Regions from separate parts of the Anas platyrhynchos genome. Here region 1 is linked to region 2. Evidence: chromatin contacts called from public Hi-C data. All regions are on one chromosome and are shown on one strand. Each heading gives the region's core, a stretch centred on a gene start, on an enhancer-like site or on the middle of the called end of the contact. The rest is flanking DNA. Distances are from core to core; before and after follow the strand shown. Region 1 holds the start of LIPG (lipase G, endothelial type). Region 2 overlaps LOC101791467 (a long non-coding RNA gene).

Evidence for each region. A called contact is a pair of places that touch in the nucleus more often than the background predicts.
Region 1: a contact with region 2 is called in a Hi-C map of skeletal muscle, with 2.3 times the contacts expected there. The contact joins the promoter of LIPG here to the enhancer-like site in region 2. A contact is called at or near these places in 2 of 8 Hi-C or Micro-C datasets (skeletal muscle and small yellow follicle).

What each region holds. Positions count from the first base shown.
Region 1 is chrZ:2,139,415-2,145,123 of IASCAAS_PekinDuck_T2T, reverse strand. It overlaps LIPG (lipase G, endothelial type), which reads left to right and starts at 3,334. Exons shown (of 9, transcript XM_027446284.3): 1 at 3,334-3,703; 2 at 4,346-4,525; 3 at 4,737-4,848. The coding sequence starts at 3,389.
Region 2 is chrZ:2,100,632-2,106,175 of IASCAAS_PekinDuck_T2T, reverse strand. LOC101791467 (a long non-coding RNA gene) reads right to left here. Exons shown (of 21, transcript XR_011805963.1): 9 at 4,255-4,436. LOC119714361 (a long non-coding RNA gene) reads left to right here. Exons shown (of 2, transcript XR_005261485.2): 1 at 1-1,669; 2 at 1,783-2,573. Among named protein-coding and RNA genes, the nearest start is that of LIPG, 38 kb to the left of the region's middle. Within about 2 kb of position 2,270, at least 1 of the 8 cell types and tissues checked has an H3K27ac peak or open chromatin away from gene starts, as enhancers often do. A contact at or near this core is called in small yellow follicle, where this site is marked.

The DNA of each region.
Region 1 (5,709 bases), core at 2,085-4,584, 38 kb before region 2:
ATAATAAATGTAAGTTAAATATAATGATGTATTCATGTTGTTTTTTTTTAATAAAACAAAGTGGGGACCTGCCAGGAGCACGGGCAAAAGGGCACATCAATAGGTGAGGCTGTAAGACTCGATGATTGCTGGCGGATCAGCCAAGAGTGACGGGTTCATCCACCCCCTGCGCGCCCAGATAGGGGGAAATCAGCGGTAAAACAAACCTCCTGTGCGACTGAATAACCTTGTAGCCAAAGTCGGTGTTTATTCGACGCGTTCCCTGCCAGCGAAGCATTTACGCAGGTTGTGCAGGGCTGTGACTGCTTGTTCCTGGCTTTCAGGAACGCCACCAAGCCCTCCACTAAACCGTATCGCTCAGCTCTACATCTAAGCGATGGATTTGGGAGTGCTCAAAACCAAGCTCTGGATGGCTGGTGGGGGATATAGGCTGGGAAGTTTTCCCATTATTCTGCTTTGGGGTCTTTTAGAGGGCGATCACCGCGTGGTGGTCCCGAAGAGCCCTCCAGGCTGCTGCTGCTGCCCGCAGGCTGGGGGCAAGGCAGGTGTTTTGGGGGCTAGGAAGGCATTTGGGGGCTGGGCAACCACGTCCCCTTTCAATCTGAGCTCTGAGGACATTTACTGACCACGCTTCCCCTCCAGATTTGGCCACGTTCATGCAAAATCTGCAAATTTAAGGGAATAAGCGTGTGGATGAGGATACCCTCTCCGCACATCAACCCCAAATTCCTCCTCTCCGGACTCTGCAGCAGCTCTAGCCTGGCTGTAACAGGGAGGGAACGCATGGATGGTAAAAAGGTACAATTACAAAAAAAAAAAAAAAGGTGTTTTTATTTATTTATTTTTCGTTTTGCGGGTTGCAGAGGTGTCAATGCAGGCACCGGCTTCCAACCCGTGCTCGTGCTGTGGCTGGAGGTGCTGTAACGTCCCGCGTATGATCAGGATGAGATTGATACATGGAGAAGACAGAAAAAGAGAGAAAAAGAGAAAAAAAGAGAGAAGAAGAGAGAAAAGTCATCAAAGAAGCCACATCACGTTGCTCAAGCACATCTGGGAGAACAAAAAGGGAGCGAGAAGAGTTTGCCCTTGATGGTGGGGACCTGCCGGGGAGGGAGAGGGCGGCCAATTTGGGATCAAAGCCTTCTGGCAACCTCCCCCCGTTGGAGATGGTCGGAGGCAGGTACGAACCATCCCGTTCCCAACGCCGAGAGGAATTAGGGTTCGGCAGGAATGCGGGGATTTACCCCTCCAGGCCCACCGGGGCCGCCCAAACAGCTCGGCCACGAGAGCACGTGCTCGCTAAGACCCCCCAGGCCCAGATGCCAGGGGATTTAATGTGGGACAGGAGGCCCGGGGCGGCTTTGTAGGGCCGCTGGCAGGCTGAGCTGTAAATATTCCCTCACAATCAAAGGCATTCAGCTCGGGATTACGCGCCGGGGGCTCGGTGGTCGAGTAAAACTACAACCAACGGGACCGTTTGGAGTCAAGACGGTGATGGGAGAGGCAGCCGAAGCGTTTTTATTTTCCCTTCAGTCCTTTTTTACTAGGTCGAAACACCACAGGGATGGGGATCCGGAGGCTGTGGTGTAAGAAATGGGTTCGGAAGGATGCGAGGGGACAAAGAGAGGTCCCTGGGAATATGGGTGACGCCGTGGAAGCATGTGAGGTGGTTTCATAACCTGGCGGAGATTAGCTGGGAGCAAGCAGAGCCAGAAAGGGCTACGGGGCCTCGCTCCGCTTCGAGGGCGCTCGTCGAGGGGTTGTGCTTCAAAACCTGTAGGGTCGGAGCTGTAGGGTCAGAGCTTTTGGTCCACAGGGTGAGGAATGGGTGTAAAATGAAGATATGAGACCTGCTCTCCCCCGTTTTCATGCCCGCAGAATAAAGGTGTCCAGGGTGGGATAAATAATGTAAATAAATGGACTAAAATGGCCGGCTCGAGCTTTGGGTTGAGCATCTTTTTGGGGGGGAAGGAGGGGAAAAAGGGGGAAAGGAGGGGGAAAAGGGGGGAAAGGAGGGGGAAAAGGAGGGGAAAGGTGGGGAAAAGGGGGGAATAAAGGGGGAAGAGGGGGGAAAGGGGGAGGAAAAAGAGGGGAAAGGAGGGGAAAAAAGGGGGAAAGGAGGGGGAAAAGGAGGGAAAAGGAGGGAAAAAAAGGGGGAAAAAAGGGCAAATAAGGGGATAAGGGAGGAAAGGGAGGGAAAAAGAGGGGAAAGGAGGGAAAAAAGGGGGAATAAAGGGGAAAAAGGGGGGAATAAAGGGGGAAAAGGGGGGAAAAGGAGGGAAAAAGGGAGGAAAGGAGGGGAAAAAGGGGGGAAAGTAGGGGAAAAAGGGGCAAAGGAGGGGAAAAAGGGGGGAATAAAGGGGGAAAAAGGGGGGAATAAAGGAGAAAGGGGGGGAAAGGGGGAAAGGAGAGGGAGAAGGGGGGAAACGGGGGGAAAGGAGGGGAAAAAGGGGGGAAAAGGGAGGGAAGAAGGGGGAAAAGGGGGGGGGAAAAGGGGGAAAAGGGGGGAATAAAGGGGGAAAAGGGGGGAATAAAGGGGGAAAAGGGGGGAATAAAGGGGGGAAAGGGGGGAATAAAGGGGGGGAAAAGGAGGTAAGGGAGGGGAAAAAGGGGGAAAGGAGGGGAAAAAGGGGGGAATAAAGGGGGAAAAAAGGAGAAAGGGGGGAAAGGGGGAAAGGAGAGGGAGAAGGGGGGAAACGGGGGGAAAGGAGGGGAAAAAGGGGGGAAAAGGGAGGGAAGAAGGGGGGAAAGAGGGGGAAAAGGAGGGAAAAAAGGGGGAAAAGAAGGGAAAAAAGGGGGGAAGGAGGAAAAAAGGGGGGAAAAGGGAGGGAAGAAGGGGGGAAAGAGGGGGAAAAGGAGGGAAAAAAAGGGAAAAAGGAGAGAAAAAAGGGGGAAAAGGAGGGAAAAAAGAGGGGAAAGGAGGGGAAAAAGGGGGGAAGAAGGGGGAAACGGGAAAAAGGGGGAAAAAAAGAGGAAAAGGGAGAGAAGAAGGGGGGAAATAGGGGGAAAAGGAGGAAAAAAGAAGGGGAAAAAAAGAGGTGTGTGGCTCTTATCCCAAAGCAGGTCCCCGGTCTCCCCCCAGCCCACCCCACGCGTGTCCCATGGGCGCCCCCCCCACCCCCTCTCCACCTCCGCGGCCCTATAAGCGCCACCCCCCTATAGGCATCACCCCCCTATAGGTGTCCCTGTCCCTATAGGTGTCCCCATAGGTATCCCCGAGCCGTCCCCACCCCATAAACGTCACTGGGAAGGGAGGGGGGGGGGTGCCCTATGGGACCGGCCCCTTGAAGGGCGGCCCCCAGCGCCGCCCCACAGGCGGCCCCTTATAAGAGCGGCTCCCGGCCGGCCCCAGCCTCAACCCCACAGCCTCGAACCCCCCTCCTCGGCCATGAGCAGCCTCCTCCTCCTCTTCCTCACCTTCCTCCTCCTCAGCACCGGCCTCACTGCTGAGGGGGGACCCCACAGGGACCGAGGCGGGGACGGGGGAGGACTAGGAGGGAGGGGGTCGCCCCTATCGCCGCCTCTATCGCCACCCATGTCGCCGACAGTATCGCCGACCCCTGTGTCGCCACGGGTGAGGTTCAGCCTCCACTCGGCCTCCGAGGCCGAAGGCTGCCCGCTGGCCCTGGGGCAGGAGGGGAGCCTGAAGGAGTGCGGCTTCAACGCCACCGCCAAGAGCTTCTTCATCATCCACGGCTGGACGGTGAGCCCTAAAGGGACCCTATATAGGGCCAGGGGGTGAGGGGGGACAAGGGGATGCGACCCTATGGACAGCTGCCACCCTACTGGGTGCTGCCACCCCTCACGAGTCCCGTACCGTGTGGTAGGGGTTGCTTGAGGAGTCCCAAATCTCCAAATGCACCTGTGCCATATGGCTCCGTGCCTCATGGGGTGAGCACAACTCAGTCCTTTTTCTGCTTTGATCCTCTTAAAATGGGGCTAACCCCATAAAAGTGGTAGTTGGGACACGTGTAGCTCCGTGTCCCTTATTCGCTCTCCTCAATGAAGCAGCAGAGGGCAGATGAAGCCTGCCAAGCTTTCCCCTCCTGCCTTTTCTGGGCTGCTTGGGGACTCTTCAGTTCCAGGACTGAAAAATCGTGTTGCAATCCATCAGATTTCCTCAAATCATTGAGGAACGAGCGATAAGGTGGCCACCCTAAGAGGCAGGGTGGCTAATTACAGCCAGGGTCTGTCAAAACCTGGCTGTCCTACCCCATAAGCACACTGTAATGGGGTTTGCAGAGAAGCCCATATATGAGGCAGGACACACATCCTAGATGAAAACTTCCTAGAATGCATAACGGGGGCCCTAAAATCCAGCTTCTGACCCCGCTCTCTCCCCCAGATGAGCGGCATGTTCGAGACGTGGCTGGGCAGCCTGGTGGCCGCCCTGCAGGAGCGGGAGAAGGAGGCCAACGTGGTGGTGGTGGACTGGCTCTCGCTGGCCCACCAGCTCTACACGGACGCGGTGAACAACACGCAGGTGGTGGGGAGAAGCATAGCCCGGCTGCTCGACTGGTTACAGGTAGGGGGAGAGGGAACGGGGGCTGTGGCAACCTTCCACGAGCCATTCTTGCACAAGGGAGCCGAGTTTACGCCAGCCCCGCTGCTCACGAGCAAGGGAAAGGAGCTGGTGTAATCCCGACCCCGAGGCGGAGTGGAGCAACGCCTCGCTGCGGTGCTTACCTGGGAGATGCTGCTTGGATCAGCTCGGATTATTTCTCTTTCCTTCGCAGGAAAATCCTCTTTTTAAGCTTGAGAACGTCCACCTGATCGGGTACAGCCTGGGCGCACACGTCGCTGGCTTCGCTGGCAACCACGTCCACGGGACGATTGGCAGAATTACAGGCAAGTGGCTCTGTACGCAGCCTCTCACCTCTAACAGGGGCAGCAAGCTTCCCCAAAAAGCCTCGTCTCGTTTTGCTGTGATGTTTTGGGCTGGTGTCGTCAGAAATGACAAGCTTCCTACCTGTGGCTGCGGTGTGGGGCACGGCTCTCTTTCCACGTGAAACCATTTTAATTTTGAACTGCAAATATCGAAGTGTGGGGGGTGTCAGTGAAAAAATCTGAGGACCCATTGATCTCAAACGCTTCTGAACTCAAATGTGGGCTCAAAATCCGAAGCCTGTGAGTGTTACTGATTCTGTAATCATAGCTCAAACTAATGAGGGTGAGCTCCCCTGGGTCCAGTTTGTCCCATGGGATGCTTGGTTAAAAAGAAATCAACTCCACATTCTGGCAGCATCTTGGATGGGATGCTTTGTACTTTAGAGAAACCAATTTCAGTGTGTAATAACTTAGGATGTGATAGAAGAGAGCTTTAAGTGTTTAAATCCGACATTGGCAGTGAGTTCCTCAGCCTAATAAAAAAAAAATCTATGGGTAAAGCAGGAAAAGCACCAAACAAGTTAAGCACCTGAGCTGTTCCCCAATTTAAGGCTGTGAGCGAGGCTCAGAGGTAACAGACTCAAAGCCCTGATGGGATCTCAGGTGTAAAAATTACCTGGCTGCTGCTTAAACCCCTATTAGTCCCTCCATATGGCCAGGCTGAAAATAAGCTAAATGTAAGCCAAGGCAGCTTTGGCTGCCAGCAGTCCCTGTGGGGTGCTAGACCTCTTCTGGTCTGCAGTCTTCTGCCACCTCTGAAGCGTTTTGTCACTGACCTGGCATGGATTGATGGCTCCAGGTTGCCTGTTGGATGTAATTTCT
Region 2 (5,544 bases), core at 1,021-3,520:
ACAAAGGAAACCTGCAGACAAACTACACTAGGGAGTGGAAAGCTGCTTTACGCTGAGATAAGACACTGGATGTGGGAAGCAGCGATGATTTATGGGCTGCTGAGAATGTCCTGGTTTGTATTAGTTACGAGAGTTTCAGCAGTTGGTGATGGAGCAATTAATTGTCTGTGCGTTTCCTCCTCTGGCCAAGTTCTCGCAGGTACCCACGGCAGCTGCACCGTTGCATAAATTGGGTGATGAGGAAACGGAGCTTCTAGATGAAAGTGAAAGCTCTGACTCACCCCTTAGGGTTAATTGATAACTGAGGTAATCCACCTGGAGCCAACTGTTAGCTGGCTTCCTGGCATTATTAAGCAATTTTCACTAATAAAAAAAAAAATAAAATAGAGATATGGCCACTGAAAAATTGAAAATAGGGTAGGATGGAGTCCATCCATCTGGCCAAAGACACAACAAGACCTAAAGTCACCTTCAGCTCCATCTATACGATGTCTCGTGATGACAGCAGTCACTGAAAAGGTTCCCTCGTGTCCTACAATGTTTTCCACGACGTAACGTGGTGCGATGCTGGCTGCTTTCACAACAGAAAGTCTAAAAGGGGTTTTGATCTCCAACCTGCCTTTGAAGAGCCATCTTGGGTCTTCTTTGAAGACCCATCTTGGCAGTTCAGAACATTTCCTAATATCAAAGCATGCAAATCAGGCCACTCTTACCGTGGTTTTAGCTATAAAGACAACACAAAGAGCACAGGAATTAGGTTAAGTTACACTGCAAACAATAAACTTAAGCACATTGTTGAAACGTATCCAGTAGAGGTAGGATATGAATGATTTTCCTGGCACGTGTAAAATACCAACTTCCCAAAAATACATGGGATGAGAGTGACATCAGTGTTTCCAGTTTGGGAAATGCAGTTATGCCACAGTTGCATTTATTTTTTCCATCCTACATCTATCATCCCTTCTAATTCTCCTATCGGCAAGGTAAAGATGACACAGATGGCAATACGTACGTGCTGACCTCACTTTGAATTCATTCAAATATGACTGGTTTCCGTTCTGGAGAAGCACAGATGTTTGATCTCTTTCCTTGCACGGATTGACCAGGAAGATGATAAAGCAGAAAACCACCAAATTTTACAAGGATGTTACATTTTTGCAAGGGCAGAGCATCACTCACGCTAGACAGCAATGAACTAAAACCATCTTTGTTTCAGACTTCAAATGAAAACGTGAAGTTGAGTCAACGGCAATCCCGTGGAAACAAAATGCACCTCTCATCCCTGATCCTTTAGGTTTAGAGATATAAATCCCAGCACAGGACTGCGAGGGGTGAGCCAACACACAGCTCCGAATCCGACAGCAGACTTCCTCTGTTCTTATTTATTAAAGTCAGGTGAATCTGTCGGGATGAGCATGGCTTTTTCCGAGGTACCTTTCATACTTTCCCTTCGCTGGAAGGAGCCCAGAACCACGCAGCGCATACCAGGTCTTGCCCATTCCGAGGATATTTCGCCGTGCTGCAGAGAAACGTACTCAGGCTTCATCCTCCACTTCAAGCACGTCCAGGATCACGCTACAAAGCATGTGGTCAACTCCTTGCCCAGGCTGTATTTCCCCGCGGGACGGCTCAGGTTCATCTCTTCTCTCTCCTACTGACAAGAACGGAGGTGAGACGTCGTAGATGCAATATCACGCACATTTGGGGCACATTAGCTGGGGTCACCCAAGATGCACGGGGCAATTTGAGGTCAGTTTTCCTCTCCTGTCTGCACAAATCCAGGTTAATCCTTGGGTGGATTACGCTCCGTAACTCTAAGGACCGAATTTCAAGCCATGATGACAAGAGGTGTGTCCACACCACACAACTCTCCTCTCCCAGACTGAAAGTTTGCAATTAAATAAGGAAATAAACCAGCACAATGCGTGTTTTGAAGCTCCGTGGTTTGCTCTGTAGCTTTTCCTTGTACAGGATTTGCCTTCAGCCAGGAGGCAGAGAGGGTCACCATGTCCCAGCACTGCCTGTGACACAAAGCCCTGCCTGCCCTCCAACCCACAAAGATTTATGAGCCCTTCCTTCAATCTCACAAGCCTCAATTTCACCCCGTAACCTCTCCCGAACCCGCAGTGAGTCAGCACAACTTGTCTGCGGAGGCAAGATCGATGCACAGTTCTGGAGCAGATAAAGCCTACCCCTGGGTCAGCCAGGAGGCGTTTTGGCCATATTATTGCTGTCCCTTCTCCCATCCCATGCCCCCGGAGATGCTCCGGCTGACGTTGCCTCGCTCACCCTCCCAAGACAAGCCAAGGTCATGGCACAAATCTGCTCAGAACCAAGTTAGCTTCCAGCGTCTATACACAAATCTTGTCCCACAAGTGTTTTTGGGGCCGCCGGAGAAGTTTTCTTCCAACTGTGAGGAAAACACGAGCGCTGTCAATTGGCACGTACGAGTGAGAACGTGGCTGGCAAAACTATTTTCCCTGGGGTCTTGGCCAAACCCTTCCCACGTTGTCACGTCCCGACTCCCCAAAGTCTCCCAGAAAAGATAAATAAAAATAAAAACCTAAATTTGATGCCGTATTGTGCTTTTTTTTTCTAGGGTATGGGTCAACAGTGAGAGCGAGCCCTCCCCTGTGCCGATACAGCCACGGCCCTTGATCTGGGAAGTCAAACCGACCATCCTAAACCACTTTCTGTCTTAAAAGTTGCTCTGCAAATGCATCACGGTCCTTGTCCTGAAGCAGCACTGCCTGCAAATGGCATGGCATGAGATGCGGCTTCTTTTATCCCCAGCAGAGGAGGGCTGGGGGCTGACGCCTGAAAGGATGCTTTTCTTTGGCGACGCCAACAGTGTCCTCAGTAGATTTCTCCCCCCCACCTCCCCCTCCCACCCCAACCCACTTTCACAAAGGCAAAAAAAAAACAAAAAACACAACCATAAATGGCTCCTGTAGTGTCTGCAATGTAAAGAATTAGCTGAATGGGAAGAAATGAAGCATGGTCTTTATGTCCTAGTTACAGTCAGTGCAAACATCGCCGCTAATCCCTGTCGTTGGAGGGGACTGGGGAAGAGGCACAGATAGATCCCACTGGGAGCATTTTGTCCGTCTCAATCTGCACTCCAGATCACTTTTTTTTTTGTGTGTGTGTAATAAGATTGAGTTGTATTAAGAGGCCTGTGTAAAACGTAAAGCTGGAGGGGGTGGGGGGGAGGATATTGTGCGCGGTTTCTGCCACCAAACCTAGCACCTACAAGTCCTCATGTGCGGGGAGGTCTTAGCAACCCATTCATTTCGGGGGAGAAAAAGCAAGCTATTCATTCCCTGCAAATCCCCTTTTGCCATGGCAACCCCCCCCTCCTTTGCCACCCCCTCGCACACACCAGTTGCTCGCAGGGGCTGCTTGAAACAAGACAACAAAAAAATAAACCTTCGCCCGGCCCGCGCTGACGGGTCCTGCTTTGCATTTTCTGGACTCCAGCCCCTGCTCCAGAGTGGGACCAACCCAGTAACAGGGACAAAAGTGATGCTGTCACCTTGCCTCGTCCCCTTTTACCCCTGGTGGCATCACAGCCGTGTCCCCAAACGGGACCATCCAGGAGATGGTGTGTCCTGTCCCCCCGGTGAGGGTGGTCGTGCCACGGGGACAACATGGGGCATTTTTATTTCTATTCTTTGTGCCAAGGAGAGGGTTTGGGGGTGCCAAATCCCCTATAGCCAAGCAGGATCAGCCCTGTTTGCTGCTGGGCCTTCCACAGAAGCACACCAACAGCCTCATCCCAAGAGTTTCTGGGGGCCAGCCCAGCTCCCACCGGTCTGGGTACCTCCAGCCATCCTCAAACACAAGTCCCACATCCCACAGCTCATGGATGCAAAGAGCAATCCCAGTTGGTGTTGTTTGTGGAGCTTTTAGAGGGTTACCAACGCTGTGTTCAGGCTGCTGGGGAAGCCACAAAGGTTATGGGGGCCTTCCTAGCATGACAGCTTCAGCTCAAGGTCTTCCTTCTACCTCTCTGCCTCTCCCCTTTCCTCATATCCCACCTCTTCGGAGCCATTAGACCTGCAGGAAGGGCTGGGATAAAGGAACAAGATTCCACGTGGCCAAGGATTTTTGGGACTCATGCATTTTGATCTTGTTTAAACCACATCTTGAGTTACAATTTCAATCAGAGCAACCGAAAGAAAGAGATAAATGACCTGCCACTGTCTCACTGGAGGGCAAATTCTTCCCAGAAGGTGTGATTCCTCTTGTTACCTGAACAGAGACCGATGATCTGCTACAGGAGGCTCATTTAGCAAGAAATGAAGCAGGGAAATGCCAATCAAAACCCAGTGCCAAGACGACAAGACCTCAGCGCGTGTCTTCAATTTTGCAGCATCACCACATCCAGCACCTCTGCTTCCCACAGCTGAAAAACGCCTCGTTTCCTGGTTAACCTGAAATAACATTTGAGAACAAAGAAGGGATTCGTAGCAGAAACACAATTTCATTAAAAAGGAGAATTAAGAACTGGTTTTGATTAAGGATTAATGACTCGTTTTATTTTTCTAAATGCAGAGAGAATGCAAAACGCCAGGAAATAAAAGTAAGTCTTTGCACAAGGCATTTTTAGGTGAAATCCCAGCAATACCACAGATTTTATCCTCCACTTCATTATTGACTGAGGTAAACGAAACCCTGCCGGTGACCCAGACTTTTCCCCGCTACGTCCTGGGCATAAAACCTTTCCTCTCCCCAGGCAAACACGGCTGGCCAGTCGGTCACACCACAGCCTGTTAATGTGGGGATATTTTAAACACCCTCCAGAACCTCTGGCAAATGGCTCCGCGTGGGTTTTTCAAAGTATACAACCAATTTCCTGATTTTTAGTGGCTCTCCTCCCTCAAGAGTTTCTCGTCTCTGCAGGACACCTCGGCCTTCCCAGAAGATCCAGCACATCCCGGGGTCTGTCCCAGCTGCAGCCGAAATTAAAAAAAAAAAAAAGGAATTTGAGAGTCTTCAGAAAACAAATTGTCTGCTCCTAAAATTGCCACCCCATTCAGCTGAATGGCACTTTTGCTGGACCGTGCTCCTCTGCATTCCCAATAACGAGCTTTTGAGATGCTTGGATGTCTAGAAGTTAGTCGAGATGAAACCCACCGACAAGCCTCCCCCGAAATAAATCCTTTGGTGACAGGCTTTGGCTCCCACGACGCACCGCGATCGCGGGACTGGGGTGAGAAAAGGGGAGGAAAAGCAATCCAAAGGCCCTCTCCGCTCTCCAATTTGCACTCAGAAGGCTCTGACGTGAGTAAAGGCAGATGAAAAAGTAAGCGGCTGTGGAAGTGACAGCTCCCAGCTGTCTGGCCTGCCTCTTCCCCCCAACAGCGTCCCCGTGTACATGGCACAGACAGCCTGGCTCAGGCAGCAGCTGTTAAACCCCTGGAAATTTCACAGAGATTTGGGGGTTTCTTTCATATGGGATGAGTAAGCTGCAGCTGTTGAGCAGCTGCTCCGTGGGAGCTTAACCACCCGTGCGGCAGAGCTGAGGACGTTGGCACAAGT